Linked DNA regions of Sus scrofa: all the other regions are linked to region 1. The links are chromatin contacts, called in public Hi-C and HiChIP or PLAC-seq maps. All regions are on one chromosome and are shown on one strand. Each heading gives the region's core, a stretch centred on a gene start, on an enhancer-like site or on the middle of the called end of the contact. The rest is flanking DNA. Distances are from core to core; before and after follow the strand shown.

The links. Hi-C and Micro-C count contacts between places; a contact is called where the count stands out from the background. HiChIP or PLAC-seq counts read pairs in DNA pulled down with a chosen protein or histone mark.
Region 2: a contact with region 1 is called in a Hi-C map of embryonic fibroblasts, with 7 times the contacts expected there. The contact joins two enhancer-like sites. A contact is called at or near these places in 3 of 5 promoter capture datasets (fetal liver, fetal skeletal muscle and liver), 38 of 47 Hi-C or Micro-C datasets (adipocytes, adipose tissue, alveolar macrophages and 19 more) and 2 of 2 datasets of contacts at active chromatin or transcription factors (alveolar macrophages and skeletal muscle).
Region 3: an H3K27ac HiChIP or PLAC-seq map of skeletal muscle shows a contact between it and region 1. The contact joins two enhancer-like sites. A contact is called at or near these places in 11 of 47 Hi-C or Micro-C datasets (alveolar macrophages, blood, epiblast stem cells and 8 more) and 2 of 2 datasets of contacts at active chromatin or transcription factors (alveolar macrophages and skeletal muscle).

Annotation. Positions count from the first base shown.
Region 1 is chr7:98,339,759-98,343,646 of Sscrofa11.1, forward strand. TMED10 (transmembrane emp24 domain-containing protein 10) reads right to left here. Exons shown (of 5, transcript XM_001926711.5): 3 at 2,009-2,082. Among named protein-coding and RNA genes, the nearest start is that of NEK9, 20 kb to the left of the region's middle. Within about 2 kb of position 1,938, at least 46 of the 83 cell types and tissues checked have an H3K27ac peak or open chromatin away from gene starts, as enhancers often do. A contact at or near this core is called in adipose tissue, alveolar macrophages, brain and 10 more, where this site is marked.
Region 2 is chr7:98,460,287-98,464,174 of Sscrofa11.1, forward strand. No RefSeq gene overlaps it. Among named protein-coding and RNA genes, the nearest start is that of FOS, 13 kb to the left of the region's middle. Within about 2 kb of position 2,130, at least 79 of the 83 cell types and tissues checked have an H3K27ac peak or open chromatin away from gene starts, as enhancers often do. A contact at or near this core is called in adipose tissue, alveolar macrophages, brain and 10 more, where this site is marked.
Region 3 is chr7:98,411,860-98,415,747 of Sscrofa11.1, forward strand. No RefSeq gene overlaps it. Among named protein-coding and RNA genes, the nearest start is that of FOS, 36 kb to the right of the region's middle. Within about 2 kb of position 1,747, at least 33 of the 83 cell types and tissues checked have an H3K27ac peak or open chromatin away from gene starts, as enhancers often do. A contact at or near this core is called in fetal skeletal muscle, retroperitoneal adipose tissue and skeletal muscle, where this site is marked.

The DNA of each region.
Region 1 (3,888 bases), core at 688-3,187:
TTAAGTAAAAGGTCAGGAAAAATAAAGGACTTTTCCCAGTGTTAACAAAGTCCAAGGATGATGGCAATTCCAGGAGGTATAGGTTCTAAAATGCTATCTGACAGCCCACATCATTCTATATGTAAACTCACCATAATACCATCTATTTTAGAGAAGAACAAACTATGTCTAATATAAACCAAGTGTCCTGTTATTTAATATATAACACCTACTGATGGCCATCATATTAGAGGGGAAAAGTCACAAAAGGCAAAATTCCACATAAAAGCAACTCAATGAATGCTTGCCTAGAGAATTGTCTGAGGTGGATGATACAGCAGCAGTACTCAAAAACTGAAAATCATTTCACCTACTCTTCTACCTCATAATAATATAACATTTTTCTTAGTGTTTTAGACCTTACAACAGCACTTTAACATATTATATTGTTTAAATATAATCAGGATTCTCCTGAATCATAAACACTTAAAAGGATTTTTCGATTTACTCCTAAATTCATCAGACAAAGAGGCTCTTGCTTTAACTCTTTTAACTAAACTATCCTGAAGCCAGAAACAAGCAAGAGTCTCCACTAGGAACTGTCTTCCACTCACAGCTCCATCAATTGCTCCTGTTTCCTGCCTACAAATAACTCAGTCTAGTTTTGTTCAACTGAACCCATGAACTAGGAAAAAGAGGCAAGACCTGGAGAGCTGCAATTATTGCAGTACTACTTCCTGTTGAAGAAGCAGCCAGTGGCTTCCAGTCTTCTTCCATTTTAGGATATTTCCCTTCTAAGTTCTGACCAAAGATAGAACAATTTCTCCCGCTCCATCATTTCTAGAGAATTTGCTTAAATCACTTAAAGCAACTTTCCTTTGTTTATTCAGTTTACCTTCTTCAAAAGCCATTTGTATTTCCTACACCCCATCTTTTCTTCATGCCTTCGGGTACTGTTGTAGAAAGACTCTGATCTGGGTAAAAACATGCTAATCTTTCTATAAAGATCAATCCTCCAATCTTAAATAGTTCTTGTGGTTTTTCAAAGGTGCTCTTCATTTGAAGAGCCTTTTTTGTGCTGCCTCCAGAGTCTCTCATGAAAGGGATAGGAAGGGCTCAGTCCCCCTTCCCCTTATTCTATGCACACTTCCACCTTCCTACCACCCAAATAAAGGTCTGTTTTTGTTCTCTACGATACTTCTGGTTAGCAAAAATCCTAATCTCGGAGTTCCTGCTGTGGCGCAGTGGAAGCAAATCTGACTAGGAACCATGAGGTGGGTTCGATCCCTGGCCTCACTTGGTGGGCTAGGGATCTAGCGTTGCCATGAGCTGTGGTGTAGGTCACAGATGTGGCTCAGATCTGGCGTTGCTGTGGCTGTGGGGTAGGCTGGCAGCTGTATCTCAGATTCAATCCTTAGCATGGGAACGTCCATTCGCCGAGGGTAAAAAAGCAAAACAAAAACAAAGCAAAACAAAACACACCTAATCTCTTGCAGTTTTTCTTCCATCTTGCTCTCTTTCTGAAAAATTTGAAATTGAAATTATTTTAACTAAAAGCTACTTTTGACTACTACATTTCTCAAAGACAGCACAGTTGTTCAAGTCTAAATAGCAATGAATCCATGCCCTAGTTTTATACATAGCTGTCACTCTGGGAATAAAAGCCATAGGGATTAAAACCAAATCACTTCTCTTAACCTTGAACATTAACATATAAATGAATTCCGGCTTTAAAAAATTACAACTATATATCTGGTTTCTGTCTCAAGAGCACTAATAGCATATACTTAAGTGTTTCATCATACCAACATTTCTATGGGACAGTTGGTCCAGTCACTTGGCTGACAGCACAGCCAGAATTATTGTTCAAGGCTGTTAACATAACTTTTTATATCAAGCTGGTTGTCACATGACTGCTGAGAAAACCACAGCCTTCTGGGCAAAGCACAGCCTGCTGGCCTGACTAGGTCACAGAAACCTCACAGACCAGCATGCTGCTGCCTCTACTGGCTGTTACAGCAGGACATACCTCTTCGTAATTTTTTGCCTCCACTCCATGCTTCATGTCTAGGATCACGAGTTGGTCAGGTATCCGCCCTGTTCCTGAGAAAGAAATCAAAGGATTCATTGTGCGGAATATTTAAAATTCCGGGAAATCACCCACCCACCCTCTCTCTCCCTCCCTAACCCCTACCCTCTCAATAGAGGGAAATAGCCTCAACTCCTCCCCCTACTCAGCTGCAGAAAATTCCTGGCTCTGGCTAAAAATCACAAGCATTCCAGACAAAGCCTCTATCTGTGAGGGGGGCCAGAAAGCAACGAGAACACGCTGCTGGCAAACATCTCTGAGGGAGCAGCACACAAGATATGTAGTTGGCACCACAGAGGAATAGAACCAGAGAAGAGAAAACACACTGGCTTATTGGATTAGGAAATAAAACTCCAAAGTCAAAACATCATACAACTGACTGGCATACAAACCCGGAGGTAGTGGGCACCAGCTTAGGCCGAAAAGTACATTTCCACATCTAAAAAGGCTGACCCATGAAATTCTGAGAGAAGGATTACTGCATACACGCTAAGCCTGAATTTACTTAATACAAATACAAGTACTGAAAAGACCACAGCATTTATCTAATATTTTATAGGACTAAAGTATTTTGGTCAATGTAAGGCCATTTCAATAAGTAAACAAAATGTTATAGAACTAGTCCCACAAAACCCTTACAAGAGAAGAGCCCAAGAAGAAACTTGACAAAAAGAGTACAGTTCTTGGAGATACTTCTTAAAAGAGGAATGTTAATTTGGGATAGTAGGATCAACAGAGCAATGTTCATATTAGAAAAGGCAATCTGCCTTTTTTGGGGGGGTGGATCTTTTTAGGGGCACACCCATGGCATATGGAAGTTCCCAGGCTGGGGCTGAATCAGGGCTGCTGCTGGCCTATGCCACAGTCACAGCAACGCCAAATACGAGATGGGTCTGCATCCTACACCACAGCTCACACTAACACCAGATACTTAACCCATTGAGCAAGGCCAGGGATTGAACCTGCATCCTCATGGATACTAGTTGGGTGCGTTACCACTGAGCCACCACAGGAACTCTAGGAAAAAGTAATCTGATTCAGCTTGATCAGAAAGAATTCTAATCTTAAATCATCAAGTGGGAGTAAAGGGACTGGAGTGGTTCAAAAGAGCCCCAGAAAATTGCTCAGTCCCAATTCCCTGGAATTTACCCGATTACTTATAAATTTCAAAACTGCCTGCATGAAATTAGGAGTTTTGGAAACGGTGCCACTTAAGCACTTGGGTTCCTAAGACCATAAGCCAGAGAATGCACTGAACACTGAGAGACACTGGAGATTTTCTGAGATGGACTGAAGCCAAATCAATAACTACTCATTTAGAGCTCACTAGGAACTAGAACTGTGCTAGATATTTCAATCTCTGCCTTCAAATAATACAATGGGCATCTAATACATAAATATGCATAACAGCTACAGTGAAAATGCAAAGCAGTATAAAACTTTAAGGGTAAAAAAAAAAAAAAAGGTTCAGATAATCCCAGCTATGAAGCAAAAGTTAGAGGAGGTGAGAGATTAGTTGTGGACAGACTTTACTCAAGAGGTAGCACCTGAAGGCAGACAAGGTATGGTAGGCAGAAGGAAACACATGAGCAAAGACTTACTGAAAGGAGTGTGTGGCATGTTTAAAAGACAGTAAAGAAATCCTTCTTGGAGTTCCTGTCATGGCTCATCGGTTAGCAAACCTGACTAGCATCCATGAGGACACAGGTTCGATCCCTGGCCTCTCTCAGTGGGTTAAGGATCCAGCATTGCTGTGAGCTGTGGTGTAGGTTGCAGACACAGTTCGGATCTGGCGTGGCTGTGGCTGTGGTATGGGCTGG
Region 2 (3,888 bases), core at 880-3,379, 120 kb after region 1:
GGCTCAGTGGTTAACGTACCCGACTAGTATCCATGAGGATGCAGGTTTGATCCCTGGCCTCGCTCAGTGGGTTAAGGATCCGGCATTACTGTGAGCTGTGGTATAGGTTTCACACGAGGGTCGGATCCCGAGTTGCTGTGGTTGTGGTGTGGGCCAGTGGTTACAGCTCTGATTCAACCCCTTCAACCCCTAGCCTGGGAACCTCCATATGCCACGGGTGTGGCCCCAAAAAGAAAAAGGAAAAAAAAAATCTTCCGCCAAATATGTACCTCTAGGATCTGGTATGAGCCTCTAAGCCCTCTGAGATGTTTCCTCTGCCAAATCAGGAGTGGGATTCAAAAATCTCAAACCTCCCTTACAGGAGTTCCTGTTGTGGTGCAGTGGAAACAAATCCGACTAGGAACCATGAGGTTGCAGTTTCGGTCCCTAGCCTCTCCAGTGGGTTAAGGATCTGGCATTGCCATGAGCTGTGGTGTAGGTCAAAGAGGCAGCTTGGATCCTGTGTTGCTGTGGCTGTGATGTAGGCTGGCAACTGTTGCTGTGATTCGACCCCTAGCCTGGGAACCTCCATATGCTGTGAGTGTGGCCCTAAAAAGCAAAACAAAACAACCTCCCTTCCAGCTTCAAGACAATGACAATGTTAGATGATGACTGTGGAAATGCATGGAAGGGGCCCATCCCGTATCATTTAAGGTGGAGAGCCCGAGCAGTGTATGCAACGCTACAGTGGGACGCCAGGCAAGTTCCAGGTACAGGTAAAGGCGGTGGACTAGTGTTCTACTTCTGTTTGACAGATTACTGCAAATTGAGCAGTTTAAAATAACACACTTACTATCTCCCAGCCTCTGTGGGTCAGGAGTCCAGGCACAGCTTAGATCAGTCCTCTGTTCAAGGTCTCACAAGGTTGTAAGCAAGGTGTCAACCAAGCGCATTCTCAGCTGAATGCTTGAATGGCGAAGAGTCTGCTTCTGAGCTCATCCAGGTTGTTGGAGGACTTGACTTCCTTGGGATTGGATAACTGAGTCCTGAGCTTTTGCTGGTTGTCACAGGGGAGCCACCTTCAGGCCCAGAGGCCGCTCATAGTTCCTTGATGTGTGAGCTTCCTCAACATGGCTGCTCGCTGTATCTAGCCCACCAGGAGAACCTACTAGGTCTGCATGTCTATGTAAAATGACATCATCTAGGGGTGAAATCCCATCACCCTTGCCCTATTCTGCTGCTTAGAAGCAAGTCTCAGGTTCCACCTGCACTCAAGGGGAGGGAAACCCAAATCCCCTACATGGACACCTGGAGGCAGGAATTATTGGGGGTCACACCAGGGTCTGTCATCAACAAGGGGTCATATGACCTGCTGAGAATTTAAAAGTAATAAATGGCATATGGAAGTTCCCAGGCAGCCACAGCAACAACTGATGTGGGCCGGATTTGCGACCTACACTGCAGTTCAGGGCAAGGCCGGCTCGTTAACCCACTGAGAGGGGCCAGGGATTGAACCCGCATCCTCATGGATACTAGTCAGGTTTGTTATCGCTGAGTCACAATGGGCACGCTCTAGTATCCTTATTTTATGGATAATATCGTGTAGGGGCCCAGGAGGATTATGATCTGCTCAAGATTATCCACCTAGAGTGGTGGGAGCTAGAATTTGAGTCTGGATAGTGTGGTTCCCATGATTGAATTTTAGACACCAGTAAGATAAAACAAAGCAAAACCAATTTCCCCAACAACCTTGCAGGCCGAGGAAGCCCTTCAAAAAGGACAGGCAGGCTTCCTTCTTTCTATTCCTGACCTGCCCCTGCTGGATCCTCGGCTGAGGGACAGCCGGTTTCCCAAAGACCTGCCAGAGAGGGTGCTCTCTCGGCATCCCCTCTCCGCCTTCTCAGCACCCTCGCCGCGCCTCTGCCCTCGTCTGCCAAGCCCAGGTCTCTCCCGGCCCTTCCCAGCTTCCGGCCTTTTGCTCCAGGCCAGGTCGCAGGGTCAGGCAGTGCCAGGAGCTCACAAGCCCTCTATTTACTGTTTGGTTTCCATGGTGACACGTAGGCGCCGTCAGCGCCTCGCGTCATCTGCCCCGCAGCGCGGCCCCCGCCCGGCGCCGTGACGTCTGTCCGTCGCTTCCGCTCTGCCCATATTTGGCGCAACAGCCGCGTCGCGGGTAGGGAGGAGTCTGAGAGCCGGACTCCGGCCTCGCCCCGCCCCTGTCCCCGGCCACGCCCCCGTGGGGGGGCTTCGGCCCCTGTGTTCCACGCCACCCGCTACCTTTTCCTGGGACCTGAACGGAGGCGAGGGGCGGTGGCGATGGGGACCCCGAGGGAGGGCGTGGATGACTGATAGATGAGCGCAGGGGTCCCAAACATATCTTGTCTTGTTAAGGCTGCAGCCAAGATTTGGGCTGTCTCGTCTGCTTTGGGTGGGTGAGCTGGGATCACGATTTTCTCACTCTGTGCCCGGAAATCATGGAAACAGCCATCCCTCGCCTCACTCCATATTACATTTTATAGGCTTGATTTTAAAATTCTCCCATGGCCCAGTGGAAAGCTTTGAAGACTGAGGTTTTGGGATGACTGCTGTGCCTTGGGGGATAAGTGACCTTGGGAAGGTCACTTCCAGGTACCTAGCCTGGTAAAATGAACTGTGGGGGTGGGGCCCAGTGTCATCAAGCTTGAAAGGGGAGATCATCCGTCACTTTTTAATTGATGGGGGGCATGACATAGTGAAATATCAGTGAGGTTCTTTGAAGACCCTTACACTTCGGACCCCTCAATTCGGAACCCCATAGTAATTGGATTTATGAGTCTCTCTGTGCCTTGCTCATACTAGGCACTTGATTAACTGTAGTTAGCTGGTAATTGAATGAATCAGGCAAATTACCTTCGGATTTCACCTTCATAAATCCAGACCCCCGCAATTCCTCTTACAGGCGGAAGAAGGAATATTGCCGCGATGATTAATAATCGCGCAGCAGGGTTGCTGATGTATAGCGATTTGCAGATGTAAAGGGCAATAAACATTCCTGGGAGGAATGTAGTGAGATTCCAGAAGTCTCGGAGGGAGCCGTGGGTGTGTGCCGTCTGGCCTTGAGGGCGGGGGTGGGGCGGGCAGTGCCGCAGTGGCCACTGCTGGGGGAGCCGACTGCGGGTGTGGGATTAACTCTTCAAGATGCTTGGTTGCAAATCCCACGCCCCCCCCCCCAGCTCCGCCCCCGCTCTAACCCCTGCCCATTCCTCAGTTCTTCTGGCCCAAGGAGTGTGCGCTTTTCATAATTTCAGAGCTAGAACGCACATCAGATAATATTCCTTTAATTCAGCCTTTGAATTTTACAAATGGGGGAACTGAGACAGAGAAATTGGTTCAGCCCTACAAACTTGCACAGCTAGTTAGAGAGATAAATGTCAAGATTTCGGGCATTTCAAACTAGTGTTTCTTCCACCTCACCTCTAACCCCCTCTGTTCTTGTGGCTTCAGGACCCTGTTGCCTGGCTCAGATAGTGGAATGTACAGTAAGGCTAAATACTGACTTCAGGACTCCTAAAGGGTGCCAGTAGCAGCCTACTGCCCCATATAGCCCTCAGCATAACCCTAGGGCCTGGGGGTGATGGTCAGGAGGTGTGTAGTCCCCCCAAACCACACGCATTCCCCCTCCCAGTGGCTGGAATGGCTCCCCTCGTCCAGAGAACCTGAGTTGGCTGTCCTGCAACCAGTCTTAGACAAGCACTTGGTCATTTTTCAAAGTTACGAAAGCCTCCCATTAAGTTTTTCTCAGTCAAGACGATAGCAGAAGGCATCTGTAGCCTGATGGAAACCCCTTTTCTGCTCCTTGGAAGCTCAGACCGAGAAGACTGATGCCCACGGATCGGCCCGGGCCATCCCAGCCACCCGGTAGATTTGAAG
Region 3 (3,888 bases), core at 497-2,996, 72 kb after region 1:
TTATTTTGTTTTGTTTTAGAAGATGATACTGTGCAGAGCCTGGGCCGCATGGGAGCTCTAGGATTTATTGGGTTACGTTAAAAGGAAAGGGATCTAATAAATCATTGATACCTCCTTGTGAAATAGTTTCATATGTTATCACTCTCTGAAATATTTACATAAAACAGAACTCCAAGAACAGAAACACCGCCCCCAACCTTAGAAATGAACGTGTACTAGTAGAATTTCAGAAGTAATTAGAACGATGACTCTTTTTTCAAAAGAAAAAAAAGCAAAAAGCAAACACACAGCCCAACCTCATTCTGTCTTATCTGCACTATCCATGTATTATCTCTGGTCTCTGGTTCCTGGGGTCAGCTTCCTCCCTCGGAGTTTATGTCTGGTACCCAATGATCAAGATAACAAACCTGTAACTATTTTTTGTTTGTTTGTTGGCTTGTTTTTTGTTTTGTTTTGTTTTTGAAAAAAAAAATTTTTTTTTTTGCTCTGCCTCCTCTCTGTCAGAAAAAGAAAACAAATCCCCCAACTGACTCAGCTGAACAGCATTTCCGCCTGCTACACCTGTGAGTAGCGATCAAAGTTTTGGACAAGGTCAAGGCCCTGAGGCTGTCAGAATAGCCAGCCAAATCCACCCAGCTTCATCCCTCTTCTTGATTTCTTTTTTTTTTTTTTTGCCATTTCTAGGGCCGCTTCCACGGCATATGAAGATTCCCAGGCTAGGTGTCTAATCGGAGCTGTAGCCACCGGCCTATGCCACAGCCACAGCAACATGGGATCCGAGCCGTGTCTGCGACCTACACCACAGCTCATGGCAACACCGGATTCTTAACCCACTGAGCAAGGCCAAGGATCGAACCCGAAACCTCATGGTTCCTAGTCGGATTCGTTAACCACTGTACCACGATGGGAACTCCCTTCTTCTTTTATTTCTTGGCACAAGCTTTTAATAATCCAGATTGTGTGTGATTGCTTGGACTTAAATAAACACAGTAGGATTTTGTTTTTGTTTGTTTGCTCTGAGGAAGGAGGTTGGAGTGTTGGGCATTCGGAGGAACCTTGATCCCATATAGGCCAAGAGAGGAGAGAAGCGATGTGGAAGGAAGTGAAGAGGAACAGTGGGGTAAAAAGGGGACTGATGTGGGAACTGACTTCCTCCCGAAAACTTGGAACAGGAGTTTTCGTCATGGCAGTGGAAACGAATCCGACTAGGAACCATAAGGTTGCAGGTTTGGTTCCTGGCCTCACTCAGTGGGTTATAAGGATCCAGTGTTGCCGTGAGCTGTGATGTACATTGCAGATGCGCTCGGATCCTGTGCTGCTGTGGCTGTGGTGTAGGCTGGCAGCTGTAGCTCTGATCTGACCCCTGGCCTGGGAACCTCCATATGCCACGGGTGAGACCCTAAAAAGCAAAAAAAAAAAAAAAAAAGAAAAAAGAAAAAGAAAAAGAAAAGCCTGGAACATCCTTCTCAAAGCCCAGTACAGCCAAGCTCCTTGCACTAGCTCTCGGCTCTTCCCTTGAAATGTTCTCCTCAGAGCAAGCCTCCACGTGGTGCACACCTACAGCCCATGCACAACAACACACACACACACACACACACACACACACACACACACACACACCCCTCTCTGTGTTGTGACAGATTGGGCCTGAAGAAGCTGGCAGTCTGCACGGCCGATGGCAGTGTGGAACTGCTTCTCACTGTCTCCCTGGAGTCCCAGTGCAGACGCAGGTGCGCGTCAGTGCCTGCTCTAATTTTATCCCTGGTTGATGGAGGAGACTAACTGAGCAGCAGGGAGGCTGCTATTTTGGGTCTCTCTGTGGCTCTGGGTTATATAAAGCCTATTGCTCTGACCTGCATTGCTTTGTGGCTGTGCCTCACTCTTGCGCGTTCTGTCACAATATGTCATCAGTTTAGACATTCACACACACACCCCCGAGAGCTCCTGGGGAATGAGAAGGGAGGTCTGTGCTGGAGGAGTGTGTGTGTGTGTATGTGTGTGTGGTGTGCGCGTGTTCCTGCCAGCTCACTGGGACAGGAGGTCTGCTTATACTCCTGGGAGCGGGGATTGTACGTGAAGGAGGTTTGTTTTTGAAGGAAATGGAAAGATCTTTCTGATGGAGGAACGTGAGTGTGTGTGTTTGGGCTTTAGGACAGAGCGTGTTTGTGAGATGTTGTTTTGGGTCTGCTGTTGGCATGGCAATAAGAATAACATCTATTTCGGTAACTCTTTTCATTTTGAAGGAACCCAAGAGTTTCATAAATTATACACAAACGGCTCTGCCTCTGAACAGCAGGAATTTTTTCATCTGGAATTAGGAGCAAGCAGCCAGATGAACAAACGTGAAAGACTGAGTTTAGGGATGGCAGAAGATGGCACTTTCCATACCATTGGGTACCAATCTTACTGGGAAAATTTTCATTATCAATCCAAAAACCTCTATAGTGCCAGTCTTGGGGCTACTATGTAAAGATAGTTTCCTGCTAGTTGAGTCCTGCATGGTATCTAATTTATCTTTGTTTCTCCCTGTATTGAATCTTAATAAATATTTTGAAATATGTCAGTGTTGATGGACAAACATACATCAGAGTCTTAATATGACACAGATCGTTAGTCTATGGATTTGGAAGAACCCGTTATCCCAAAATATAAATTATCCACCGAGAACAAACCTAACAGAGCCTGATGAGCTCGCCAAGCAGGTGTTTATCCTGCCCCCCAACAGAAGCAGGGGACAGGTGACGTCCTGTGCTTGGTGAGCTGTGTCCCCCGCGTATAATCTCTGGGTATATTCTGACCGACATGACAGGACCCATAAGGCATCCACTCCCTCAGGGAGGGAAGATTTGGCACAGACACGGCTTGGCTCTTGGAGGACGCCAGAATGTGTGGCCTCGGGCTGGCGCTTCTGTTTCTGATTTGGGTTTCCCCGTCACCAGCGTGCAGCCACAGCAGGTGGGGCTCCCGTTTCTAGTCATGTGACTGAGGTGCTATTTCTTGGTTGCTCTTTGAAAGACCTTGGCGACCCTTCTCTTCCACTGGTCAAAGCCCTTCTGAGGGATTTTAGAAAGAAGGACTAGGGAGTTGTCCATGAAGAAAACTGGAAGAATCTGGAAGCCTGCTACCTAGGGCTGAAGGGAACGGAGTCCTCAGAGCCTTCCCAAGAAGGGAGCTGCTAAGGGAAGCAGGAAGGAGAACCTGACCAGAATCAAAGACAGGGCTTGCAGGGGCCGGATGGGGAAATGAAGCTAGGAATGGGGAAGGTTTAGATGAATCACTGTGTGTCTAGGTTAGTAATAATTGACTCGGACAGAATCTCACCACTCCCGTCCCCCCCGCCCCCTGCCAGCTGGGTGGGGGCAGGAGCTCACTACTCTGGCTCCTGGCTGGTCTCTTGGCTGCCTTCTAGCGCCCCCCACCCAACCCCCACACGGGTGTCAAAGTGACCTTTCTAAAGTGCAACTCTGGTCACCCAACTGCGTAAACCTCTTCAAAGGCTCTTTATTCCTCTCTCCGGAGAAAACCCAAATGCATGAGCATACAGACAAGGGTCTTTGTGACCTGGCTTATGTCTCCAGCTTAGGTCACACAGCAACCCTCTCAACCCTCCCGGCAGTGGTCCTCCTCCCACCCACCTCATTCCACTCCCTGACCCCTTAAACCTTCAACACCTCTAATCCCCCGAAGGTGCTTAGCCCTCTTGTCATCTATGTGTTAGCATGGACGGTTCCAACCACCTGGAATATCATTCTAGTCTCTCCCCCCCCCACCCCCATGCCCCCCCCCAAGCTTCCTTCACGCCTCAACTCAAGCATCACCTTCTCCAGGAACTTGTGTTAACCCCTCCGTGCCTGGATCAAGTGCTTCTCCTCTGGCGTCTGTTCTCAC